2 separate regions of the Ovis aries genome follow, and region 2 is linked to region 1. The links are chromatin contacts, called in public Hi-C maps. All regions are on one chromosome and are shown on one strand. Each heading gives the region's core, a stretch centred on a gene start, on an enhancer-like site or on the middle of the called end of the contact. The rest is flanking DNA. Distances are from core to core; before and after follow the strand shown. Region 1 overlaps EEPD1 (endonuclease/exonuclease/phosphatase family domain containing 1). Region 2 overlaps LOC121819403 (a long non-coding RNA gene).

The links. Hi-C and Micro-C count contacts between places; a contact is called where the count stands out from the background.
Region 2: a Hi-C map of tail adipose tissue shows a contact between it and region 1, with 4 times the contacts expected there. The contact joins two enhancer-like sites. A contact is called at or near these places in 7 of 16 Hi-C or Micro-C datasets (blood, hypothalamus, liver and 3 more).

The regions. Positions count from the first base shown.
Region 1 is chr4:62,552,872-62,558,801 of ARS-UI_Ramb_v3.0, reverse strand. EEPD1 (endonuclease/exonuclease/phosphatase family domain containing 1) reads left to right here. Exons shown (of 8, transcript XM_060415022.1): 7 at 3,704-3,898. Among named protein-coding and RNA genes, the nearest start is that of EEPD1, 120 kb to the left of the region's middle. Within about 2 kb of position 2,626, at least 10 of the 54 cell types and tissues checked have an H3K27ac peak or open chromatin away from gene starts, as enhancers often do. A contact at or near this core is called in liver and tail adipose tissue, where this site is marked.
Region 2 is chr4:62,991,655-62,997,279 of ARS-UI_Ramb_v3.0, reverse strand. It overlaps LOC121819403 (a long non-coding RNA gene), which reads left to right. Exons shown (of 5, transcript XR_009600493.1): 4 at 2,291-2,378. Among named protein-coding and RNA genes, the nearest start is that of HERPUD2, 13 kb to the left of the region's middle. Within about 2 kb of position 3,054, at least 8 of the 54 cell types and tissues checked have an H3K27ac peak or open chromatin away from gene starts, as enhancers often do. A contact at or near this core is called in liver and tail adipose tissue, where this site is marked.

The DNA of each region.
Region 1 (5,930 bases), core at 1,377-3,876:
CACAAATTCCCTTCCCTCCAAGACCCTGACAGCCACCTTTCTACTTTATTTCTGTGAACTTGACCTCTCTAGGTATCTCATCTAAATGGAACCTTACAATATTTGTCCCTTTGTGGCCAGTTTATTTCACTTACGTTATGTCTTTATGGCTTGTAGTATACATCAGAATTTCCTTTCATTTTTATGGCCAAATACTATTCCATGTGTCTGTCAATGGACACTTGGGTTATTGCCATCTTTTGGCTGTTATGGATAATGCTCTTATGAACATTGAGGTACAGCTTACATTTCAAACCAGGATGTGCTGCGAATAGCGTTCTCCTTAAATTGTGAGTCTTTGGGCTAAAAAAAAAAGTCAGAAAGCTGTTTAAGTCAAGGTACTTCATCCAAGGAGCAACCATGTGGGAGATTGTTCACCCACGGCTAGACTCTAACCCATTATGAAGGATGACTTGACAGCTTTTAAAACTCTGGACATTTCTGTTGTTCTTGATTTCAAACTTTTGCTTTATATGGAAGGAGGAAGGGAATGTGCCAGTCCCTTACTTCTCTGATAACCATAGGCCCTGCTATCTTTTCGGATAATTCTGGTAGGGATCAGGTGTTTGTCAGAAGACCTGGGCAGCGTATTGTTTCAAGCTGCCAGGGACGATTGAGCCACAGTCTGACTCAGCTTTGACGTGCCCAGGTAAGGACAGTGACTCATGTCCCCGTGTCCCCCTGCATTTAACTAACGTCCAGCCTATTGTTAACTGGTGACACAGCAGAGCCGTGGAATCAGGAAGTGCTGCAACCTGCCCAAGCGGCAGCTCGGGTAAATCGATGAGCAGAGGCAGCTTGGCTCAAACAAAGACTGAACTTTATTCCACAGGCTTCTTTCTATCAGAGCAAACAGAGTCGGCTTGATTAGCAAACTCTGGACCTTTCCACCTTTGTCTGGAACGTGCGCCCAGGTTGACTGACGTCAGTGAGGGCTCAGGGTGGGGTGCCCATCCACTGATGGAATTTCAGCAAGAGTCAAACAAGGCAGGGTCATGCTTGGCATCTGAGTAAGACTTACCCCTAGTGGGGCCGGGCTCCTGCTATTGTCGCTGGCATTTTATAAATCTAGGACTCTGAGAAAGTCAGCCCCAAATATTATCCCTTCACTCCTGGAAAATGTGTGCACTCAGTAGTGTCTGATTCTTTGTGGCCCCAGAGACTAGCCTGCCAGGCGGCTCCTCTGGCCGTGGGATTCTCCAGGCACGAATACTGGAGTGGATTGCCATGCCCTCCTCCAGGGGGAATCTTCCTGACCCAGGGGTCGAACCTGCATCTTCTGGGTCTCCTGCATTGGCAAGCATGTTATTTACCACTAGGGAGACCTGGGAAGCCCTAACTCCTAGAAACTCAGTGGGTACCTGTGGAGCCCACCCTGGCGGACAGCTTCCTAGGAGAATTTAGGGCCCTGCACATCTGTGGGTTGTCAGAGGCAGGGAGTGTCTCCATGTCATCACCAAACTGCTTTAACCGAAGTAGATGAATTGTAAGAAACCTGGACAGTCCAATTCAAAATGAGCCATTATTTTCATTCCCGAAGTTACACAGAGCTTGGTTTATTGATGCCTGACACCAGCATCTCTCCTGGGTTCAGAATTTTCTTTTCTTAAAAGAAAAAAAAATATATATATATATATATATATCTTTTCTTAAAAGAAAAAAATATATATATATTTTTTGTCAGTGCCGAGTCTTCACTGTGGCACACGGGCTTTCTCTAGTTGCAGCACAAAGGCTTCTCGTTGCAGTGGCTTTTCTTGTTGTGGAGCACAGGCTGTAGGGTGTGCAGTCTTCATCAGCTGTGGCTTTGGGGCTCTAGAGCATAGCCTTAACAGTTGTGGTACGCGGGCTTAGTTGCCCCGTGGCATGTGGGATCGTCCCAGACCAGGGATTGAACCCATGTCTCTTGCACTGGCCAGTGGATTCTTTACCACTGAGCCACCAGGAAAAACCCCAGAACTGTCTTCTTTTGGCTCAAATATTTCATGTTTGTATCCTAATGAAAACCTCTCATAATATTGAAATCTTTTGTCTCAGTCTTTCCTAAGTTTTCCTTGAAATTTAATAAAGGTACATCTTTCTATTCATTCCTTTTAAAAGCTACGTTGCACCTTAATTGTGCAGTTTTCCTCACGCTTCGTTTACCATTTCTTCCGTGCGTGTTTCTCTTACGTCTGCCAGGCAGCAGGCTCTGTTCCAAGCGTGTGGGGCTTTTCCATCCTAGCTCTTTGTCCTGGATTTGAGGGCTTGGTGGCTTTGGTTAGAGCCTCAGCTTCTTACCTGCAAGAGGTCCCCAGCACACGGTGACGACTCAGTGGAGGGTCATTGACACTGGCCTCGTAGGAGTTGTTATTAGTATTATTCATAAGTTGACTTTCCTGTTGAAAGTTCGCCGTGATTTCTCAAGACCAGCTTAGTTGGGCTCGCCCTGCTTTGGGTGCCAGGGTTGTTAGGCTCTAGCATGAGGGTCAGATGCCTCTCTGTCGGTCATACAGTGGCTGCAGGAAGGGCTTCCTTCCATCCCCTTCCCTCCCCTCAGGCCCCCTGGGAGAGGGTGTCATGTGCAGAACGTGAGTGCCCTCTGCTGGTGGCTTGTGTCATTTCACTTTGGATTTCTTAATCTCACGACTGAGCGACTTCCCTTTCACTTTTCACTTTCATGCATTGGAGAAGGAAATGGCAACCCACTCCAGTGTTCTTGCCTGGAGAATCCCAGGGACATGGGAGCCTGGTGGGCTGCCGTCTATGGGGTCACACAGAGTTGGACACAACTGAAGTGACTTAGCAGCAGCAGCAGCCCTTGTTATTGATGTGTATTCAAGTCCACGAAGATTTGTTGAGTGTCTCAGATGCATTTGGCCCTTGGTTATGAACTGCTTTCTTTAAAGCTTTCCTTGCAATGTTTCTCCCTGTGATAACGTGGCTCTCCTGAGGGGAGCTTCGAGACAGGAAGTGATGGTCAGGCAGTGGACGGGAATCCCAGGGAGCCAAGTTGGGTCTCACTGTCCTTTTCTGAATGTCTCCTCACTTGGGAAAATACTTCATAACTATCCCACTTACTCTTGTAAATCAAACTAGAGTTTGAGAGAGCTGTTGAAAATACTTTAAAGTATTTTGCCCTATATTAGTGTGCTGGGGTTCCATAACAAAACACCACAGACTGGATGGCTTAAACAACAGGCATTTATTTTCTTACAGTCCTGAAGGCTAGGAAGTCCATGATCAAGGTGTTGGCAGGGTCGGTTCCTTCTGAGGCCTCTCCTCGGCTTACAGATGACTGTCTTCTTCCTGTGTCTCCACTCGGGCTTCCTTCTGTGCTCAATAAATGTTTGTTGAGCTTTTGTTAACGATCTGGGCAAGACCCTTAGGGCCTTTCTGTGCTACGAGATTCGGAACCCATGATCCAGAACAGAGGTGATGTTGACATCACACCAACCTAATGTGTCACTAACCTACTCTGGGAGCTTGGGTGTGGGGTCGGGGGGCGGTGAGGGGGTGTTGCACAAGGAACTTGGAAGAATTGGGAGAATAAGAACCATGCCACAGTCCTAATCCTGGAGAGTCAGATCAGACACTCACGATCCTACTTAAATGAGTGGTGGTCAGTGCTGGGTTAACTTCCCACCACCTCTTACATTTCTGAATTTCTCTCTTCCACTTCTAGGAGAAAAAGACGTGATAGTTTTAGGGGATTTTGGCCAGGGGCCAGACAGCAGTGACTATGATATCTTGAGGAAAGAAAAATTCCACCACCTGATCCCCGCACACACCTTTACCAACATCAGCACCAAGAATCCTCAAGGCTCGAAGACTCTGGACAACATCTGGATCAGTAAAAGCTTAAAGAAGGTTTTCACAGGTAAAGCACACGTGCTGTTCAGAAACAGGGAGAGTCACCTGTCTGAGCTGGCAGTTCACGATTGTCTGGTTTGAGCGAGAGTCAGGAGTGACCTTCCCTCCTCTGCAGGCATTTATGAGGTTACTGTTGAGGCGGCTGTATAATTATCTTTCACACAGAGCCACTTTTAAGAGTGAAGGGGTTCTGAAAACTAAGTAAAAGGCATTCACTGACCTACATCAGGGACAAAGCAGATGCGTGCCGGGCAGACCTGGCTATCGACTGGTAGCGCTGGGTCGCTGCTGCGAACTTGCTCTGCTGCGCTGAGTAGGGGCCACCCTCTAGTTGTGGCGCGTGGGCTTCTCCCTGCAGTGCTTCCTCTTGTAGGGCACGGGTTCCAGGGCACGTGGGCTTCAGGAGTGTGGCTCACGGGCTCTAGAGCGTGGGCTCAGCAGTTGTAGTACACGGGCTCAGTTGCCCTACGACTTGTGGAATCTCTCTAGACCAGAATTCAAACCCATGTCCCTTACATTGGCAGGTGGATTCTTATCCACTGGCCAGCAGGAAAGCCCCAGCTTAGCCTAATTTTAAGGATACTTAGCCCTTCAGCAAACACTTCTCAAGCCCTGTCATATTCAGGCAGTGTGCTGTGGCCTGAGATTTACCCACATGCCATCAGCACCCTGCAGAGCAGCAGTTGGCGGTGAGCTGGCATGTTACCTGGCATCACTATAGGATGCTGAAGTGCCTTAGGCAGGACTCTGCCGGACCAGGGTGTGGTGGGTGGCCTCAGCACTGAAAAGCACTCCCCCAAACCAGTCACTTGCTGAGCAGACCTTGGGTCATGAAACAGTCATAAAAATACAGAAGCGGCAGTAGGGTCTTTGGATGTAAGATAAGAGTAAGATAAGCACCAACAGTTTGAAAAGTGTCAGTTGATCAGTTGTAGTTGTGTCCGACTCTTTGTAGCCCCCCAGGCTCCTCTGTCCATGTGATTTTCCAGGCAAGAATACTGGAGTGGATAGCCATTCTCTTCCCCAAGGGATCTTCCTGACCCAGGGATCAAACCCGTCTCCTGCATTGCAGGCAGATTCTTTACTGTCTGAGTCACCAGAGAAGCCCTTACTAAACACAAATAGTTGCAGATTATACTTCAGAGAAATGTTAAAAAAAATTAAGTACCATTGCTGGAGTCTCACTGTGAGACCAGGACTTGCAGCCAAGACTTGGATCCTCAGGACTAGATTTCCAGTCCTGGGCACCAGTGTCCTGTTGGACTGTGTCATAGGAAAATCAAAAGGATGAAGAAAGTGGGTCTCAGAGGGAGTGTCAGTCATCAGACTGGGCGAGACGCAGTCTGCAGAAACGCATCGCTGGCTAGACAGAGGTTGGTAGCGACAGGAGGCGGTGCTGGAGTGCTTGAGCAGACAGGGCTGGGGGAAAGCTAGAAGCTGTTGCCTCCGTCCCTTGCTCTCCAGCTGTAGAAAGCGAGGTGCAGGGAGGAGCGGCCCCCATCCCAGAACTCACACCAGAACCCAGGCCTGAAAGTGAAGGTGTTAGTTGCTTAGTTCAGGTCAGTTCAGTCGCTCAGTCGTGTCCGACTCTGTGACCCCATGGACTGCAGCACACCAGGCCTCCCTGCCCATCACCAACTCCCAGAGTTTACTCAAACTCATGTCCATTGAGTCAGGGATGCCATCCAGCCATCTCATCCTCCGTTGTCCCCTTCTCCTCCCGCCTTCAATATTTCCCAGCATCAAGGTCTTTTCAGATGAGTCAGTTCTTCAAATCACATGGCCAATATCTTGGAGTTTCAGCTTCAGCATCAGTCCTTCCAGTGAATATTCAGGACTGATCTCCTTTAGGATGGACTGGTTGGATCTCCTTGCAGTCCAAGGGACTCTCAAGAGTCTTCTCCAACACCACACTTCAAAAGCATCAATTCTTCAGCGCTCAGCTTTCTTTATGGTTCAACTCTCACATCCATACATGACTACTGGAAAAACCATAGTTTGACTATATGGACCTTTGATGGCAAAGTAATTTCTCTGCT
Region 2 (5,625 bases), core at 1,805-4,304, 440 kb before region 1:
CAAACTCAACCTACATTTAATGCAGCTGAGATACCGGAGCCACCTACATCATGTAAATAAAGGAATCCAAGGGCCTAGGAAGATAGGAATGTTAAAACTGTATCATGTGTCACCTGCACACCCACCTGCCCCCTTCAGCGTTCGATTAGAAGGCCCAGAAGACGCTCACTTCGCTAAGGCATTGAGAAATACATGGGTGAGGGAAGCCCCCACATCCTTGTAAAGCTCTCTATTGCTCTTTTTGTAGACCAGGCCTGACTAAAGGAGACACGGCCACTGAGATGAACTCCCTAGTCATAGTGCTGTTTGGAAGACACTCCCCTGAAAGGGTGAGGATCTGTTTTGTAGGATTAGAGACCACTGTATGCAGATGAATACCAATTCTTAGCTCAATTGCAAACATATTTACTGTTCACCCTTTGTAGTAATATTTGTGTTCAGTTCAGTTAAGTTCAGTCACTCAGTCATGTCCGACTCTTTGTGACCCCATGTTTCACAGCACACCAGGCCTCCCTGTCCATCACCAACTCCCGGAGTTCACTCAGACTCACGTCCCTCAAGTCAGTGATGCCATCCAGCCATCTCATCCTCTGTTGTCCCCTTCTCCTCCTGCCCCCAGTCCCTCCCAGCATCAGAGTCTTTTCCAATGAGTCAACTCTTCGCATGAAGTGGCCAAAGTACTGGAGCTTCAGCTTTAGCATCATTCCTTCCAAAGAAATCCCAGGGCTGATCTCCTTTGGAATGGACTGGTTGGATCTCCTTGCAGTCCAGGGGACTCTCAAGAGTCTTCTCCAACACCACAGTTCAAAAGCATCAGTTCTTCAGCACTCAGCCTTCTTCACAGTCCAACTCTCACATCCATACATGACCACAGGAAAAACCATAGCCTTGACTAGATGGACCTTTGTTGGCAAAGTAATGTCTCTGCTTTTGAATATACTATCTAGGTTGGTCATAACTTTTCTTCCAAGGAGTAAGCGTCTTTTAATTTCATGGCTGCAGTCACCATCTGCAGTGATTTTGGAGCCGAAAAAAAATAAAGTCTGACACTGTTTCCACTGTTTCCCCATCTATTTCCCATGAAGTGATGGGACCAGATGCCATGATCTTCGTTTTCTGAATGTTGAGCTTTAAGCCAACTTTTTCGCTCTCCTCTTTCCCTTTCATCAAGAGGCTTTTTAGTTCCTCTTCCCTTTCTGCCATAAGGGTGGTGTCATCTGCATATCTGAGGTTATTGATATTTCTGCCAGCAATCTTGATTCCAGCTTGTGTTTCTTCCAGTCCAGCGTTTCTCATGATGTACTCTGCATAGAAGTTAAATAAGCAGGGTGACAATATACAGCTTTGACGTACTCCTTTTCCTATTTGGAACCAGTCTGTTGTTCCATGTCCAGTTCTAACTGTTGCTTCCTGACCTGCGTATAGGTTTCTCAAGGGGCAGGTCAGGTGGTGTGGTATTCCCATCTCTTTCAGAATTGTCCACAGTTGATTGTGATCCACACAGTCAAAGGCTTTGGCATAGTCAATAAAGCAGAAATAGATGTTTTTCTGGAACTCTCTTGCTTTTTCCACGATCCAGCAGATGTTGGCAATTTGATCTCTGGTTCCACTGCCTTTTCTAAAACCAGCTTGAACATCAGGGAGTTCATGGTTCACGTGTTGCTGAAGCCTGGCTTGGAGAATTTTGAGCATTATTTTACTAGCGTGTGAGATGAGTGCAATTGTGCGGTAGTTTGAGCATTCTTTGGCATTGCCTTTCTTTGGGATTGGAATGAAAACTGACCTTTTCCAGTCCTGTGGCCACTGCTGAGTTTTCCAAATTTGCTGGCATATTGAGTACAGCACTTTCACAGCATCATCTTTCAGGATTTGAAACAGCTCAACTGGAATTCCATCACTTCCACTAGCTTTGTTCGTAGTGATGCTTTCTAAGGCCCACTTGACTTCACATTCCAAGATGTCTGGCTCTAGATTAGTGATCATAATATTTGTGTTACTCACCATTATAAAGGACACAGGAATGGTAAGATGTATTTGCCTGCAAGGAGTTTACAACTTAGAAGAAAGTAAGACAAACTCACAAATAACTGTAAAACAAAACAGAGTAAGAGAAGTAGGCCCTTCTACAACCCAGCCAGTTTATTTCTCAGCCAAAAAAAAAGGGGGGGAAAGTGAGGAAGAGTTTATGATCTGCTGTATTAAAGTGGGCTGAGGGCAAGAGGCAGACAGTAATTTGACATGATTCTTCCTTTCCTCAGCTTTTCCCAACTTTTTCTCACATTTCCTGCAGCTTATATGTTCATTAAAACCAACCCACTGCCTTTCCTCAGGCCCAGATGAGACTGTAAGTTCAGAGGGGCCCAGCTATGCCCCAGAAGGTAAGATGGACCTCTCACTACCCGGCATGCATGTCCACTTCCCCCTTATTAAGGCCTGTTTCTCACTGTGCCGTTCTTAAGGACAACCTCATCCTTTTTCATCACCCTCTCTACCATCCCTCCCATTTCACTTCCAGTAACTACAGCAATTTCTCTGTTTTGGTAGTGGTATCCCAAGTAGTTGCGTTAAGATTCTGAGGCCAGATCTGGGATCAGCAGGATATCTGATTTAACTGACATGGATAAGGAAAGGAAATGACAGCTAGGTCAAGTACTTCAATGACTGTGTGCTGGAAACCCACTTCATTCATTCATTAAAGTATTTCACATTGCAGAGGTTTTATACTTTTTGTCTTAAAAAATGTTTCCAAAAACATGCATAACAGTTTTTAAATAGTTTCATAATTGGTCAATAGAAAAGGTCAAAGTTCTTGAGAAAAATCTTGTCTGCGTTCACTTTTTTTTTTCTCCTTCTTAGTTTCTTTCTTTGTGTCATGACTCCCTGGGGTTTGTAAACAAGGCTGAGTCTTTGAAAGAGCAAACTATCTTTGACTAAGACAGTTTGTTAAATTCCAGGTTTTTGAGAGTAATAAGACAGTTTCTTGAGTATAGTCTTTGTAATGCTCATTCTTAAAGAATGCAGGATTTTATCTCCCTGAAAGAATTTATGTTTCACAACTTTGATGTTGCCCAGTACAAAATGCTCAGCTCTGTTGCAAGAATTTGTAACTAAGGTCTCTCCAGAATGAGGACAGCAAATTAATCGAGTGGGGTATGCCCAATGCATTTATATAGTGATCTCTTTAGTGATCTCTTTGAATCCCTTCTAGATAAACCCTGAGCCCTCACTTTCAAACTTTCCCTGTCCCATCTTTAGATGGTTTGTCTGTGCTTCCATGTGATATTTGTTGCACTTACCATGCGATAATTATCTCTTGATAAATCTGTCAGCTCCCTGAGGCTAGATATTATGCCTTAAATTTTTTATCACTATTGCCTAGCACAACCCCTTTTTCTTTTAATAACAATGAATATTATTGACTAAATTATAATATTCATTTTACAGAAAATGTAAATGAGTTAAGTAATTTGTTCAAGGTGACTCAGTTAATAATTGATAAAGTTATTGATACAAAAGCCCATGAATTTTATGGTGTTTCCTATTTGTTTCTATTTAACACCACTTCTGGGTTTCATGTCTGTAGGATTTGGGGTAACCATCTATGTCCTCTTTCATGTACGCAATAGCAAACAGTAGAGTGTCTAAGAGAACTACAGGGCAAAAATCTGGGCCAGATTGAGATGTCCCATGAGGTCAACAAAAGGATTACAGAATCGTCACAGGGACAAAGTTCCTAAGTGATCGGAAGACATCACTCTTCAGACATCTGCTAGGAATCCCAGGGAGCCAAAACAACCTCTCTGATTAACTATAAGCATGCTTGTTATCTGCCCAGAAAAAGAAAAACCACAGAAATTTCAACATGGTACTAATTCTTATCTCATACGCTTTCCTCTGTCATTTAATGATTAGCTATACCACAGCCAAAGCCACAGGCCTTTTCCTGCTAACTCCTCTGCCAGACTCAGGATTTTAATCAATGTATTTTTTTTCACTGCACATATGACTACAGTCTCCTATAATTACTATATTCTTGTAGCATTTTATTTTGTATGTAGGAGAGAAAATAGACTTAAGGAAGGAAAGCAAAGTTCAGCGTCACTTAGGACTTTGTCTCAGGTTCCATGTGAGAGATGGTCGTCTTTGCTCCCCACCATTTATGTCTTGGTTCTCCAGGGGTTTTTTCTTTTTTTTTTTTTTTTCCAGAATTTATCTAGAAGCCTCCATTTTGGATATGGGCCTCTCCTGACACAGGGATCAAACCCACATCTCTCGAGTCTCCTGAAAGGTGGATTCCTGACCCCTGCACCACCTGAGAAGCCACATATGGCTCTCATCTTGTCTTATTAGCAACAGAAACCTTTTTTTAAAAAATTATTTTATAGGGTTTTTATCAGCTTCAGTTTTCTTTTATTTAAAACATTTTTCAACTTTATAAGAAATTCTAGTCTAATTTGTATACCCTCACCATCCTAAGTTAGCAACTATCATTATTTTTTATTTCCTCTGATTTCCACTATCTCTGAGTGCATATTCATAATTAATTCATATGTATGTAGTTTTATTAAGTTATAGTATCCACACACAATTTTAGAAATTCCTTTTTTCATGAGTGTTTTTATAAGTTTTTAAATTTCCATTTGATTATTTTTTATTTCTACGTAGTCATATTTATCAGTGCTGAAGTTTCAAAATAAAGTACTGTATCAACAAGCCATGATTTTATTTAATCATTTCTCAAGTCTTAGATATGTAGATTCATAGTTTTTCATTATTAAAAAGAATGCTTCTGTAAACATCCTGGTTTGCTTAGCCCTATACTTGAAATATAGTCCCAGAAGAAAGATTACTAAGTCAAAGGATCTGAACTCTTGATATACATTGGCCCATTATATTTTTAAATCAATTGAAAATAAATTTAAATGTAAATAAGAAGTTCAGGTCCATTCTTTATCAGCTGAGTCACAAGGGAAGCCCATGAATTTAGTATTATTTAACTTGCTTTAGTCCTGGTGTTAATAATATATTATGTGGGGTCATCCAACATTTTAAAATATGCCAAAAATACATCATTTAGTCCATTTTGTTGCAAGTGATAATAGTCTATCAAAAAGGCAAGAATAGATTCAGGAATCATCTTTCCCATTCTACATTTATTTACCATTGATATTATCCATATTATTCCTTGTTGGGCTTTCTCCATAGTAGGAAAAATGGCCAGTAGAGATCTCAAGGGCTTCCTGGTGGCTCACATGGTAAAGAATCCACCTGCCATGCAGGAGACCTGCGTTCAGTCCCTGGGTTGGGAAGATCCCCTGGAGAAGGGCATGGCACCCACTCCAGGATCCTTGCCTGGAGCATCCCCATGGACAGAGGAGCCTGATGGGCTGCAGTCCACCAGGTCACAAAGAGTCAGACACCACTGAGTGACTAAGCACACAACACAGAGATCTCATCTATTTATTTAAGACTTGCGCTTTCACACACCAGATCTCATTCTGATTCTGATTATCCTTGCTTGGCTCTGATGCCCAGCCTGGATTAATCATTTTGTCTGTGGGGACTTCCCTGGCCGTCCGCTGGTTAAGACTCTGCCCTTGTAATGCAGAGGGCACAGGTTCCATC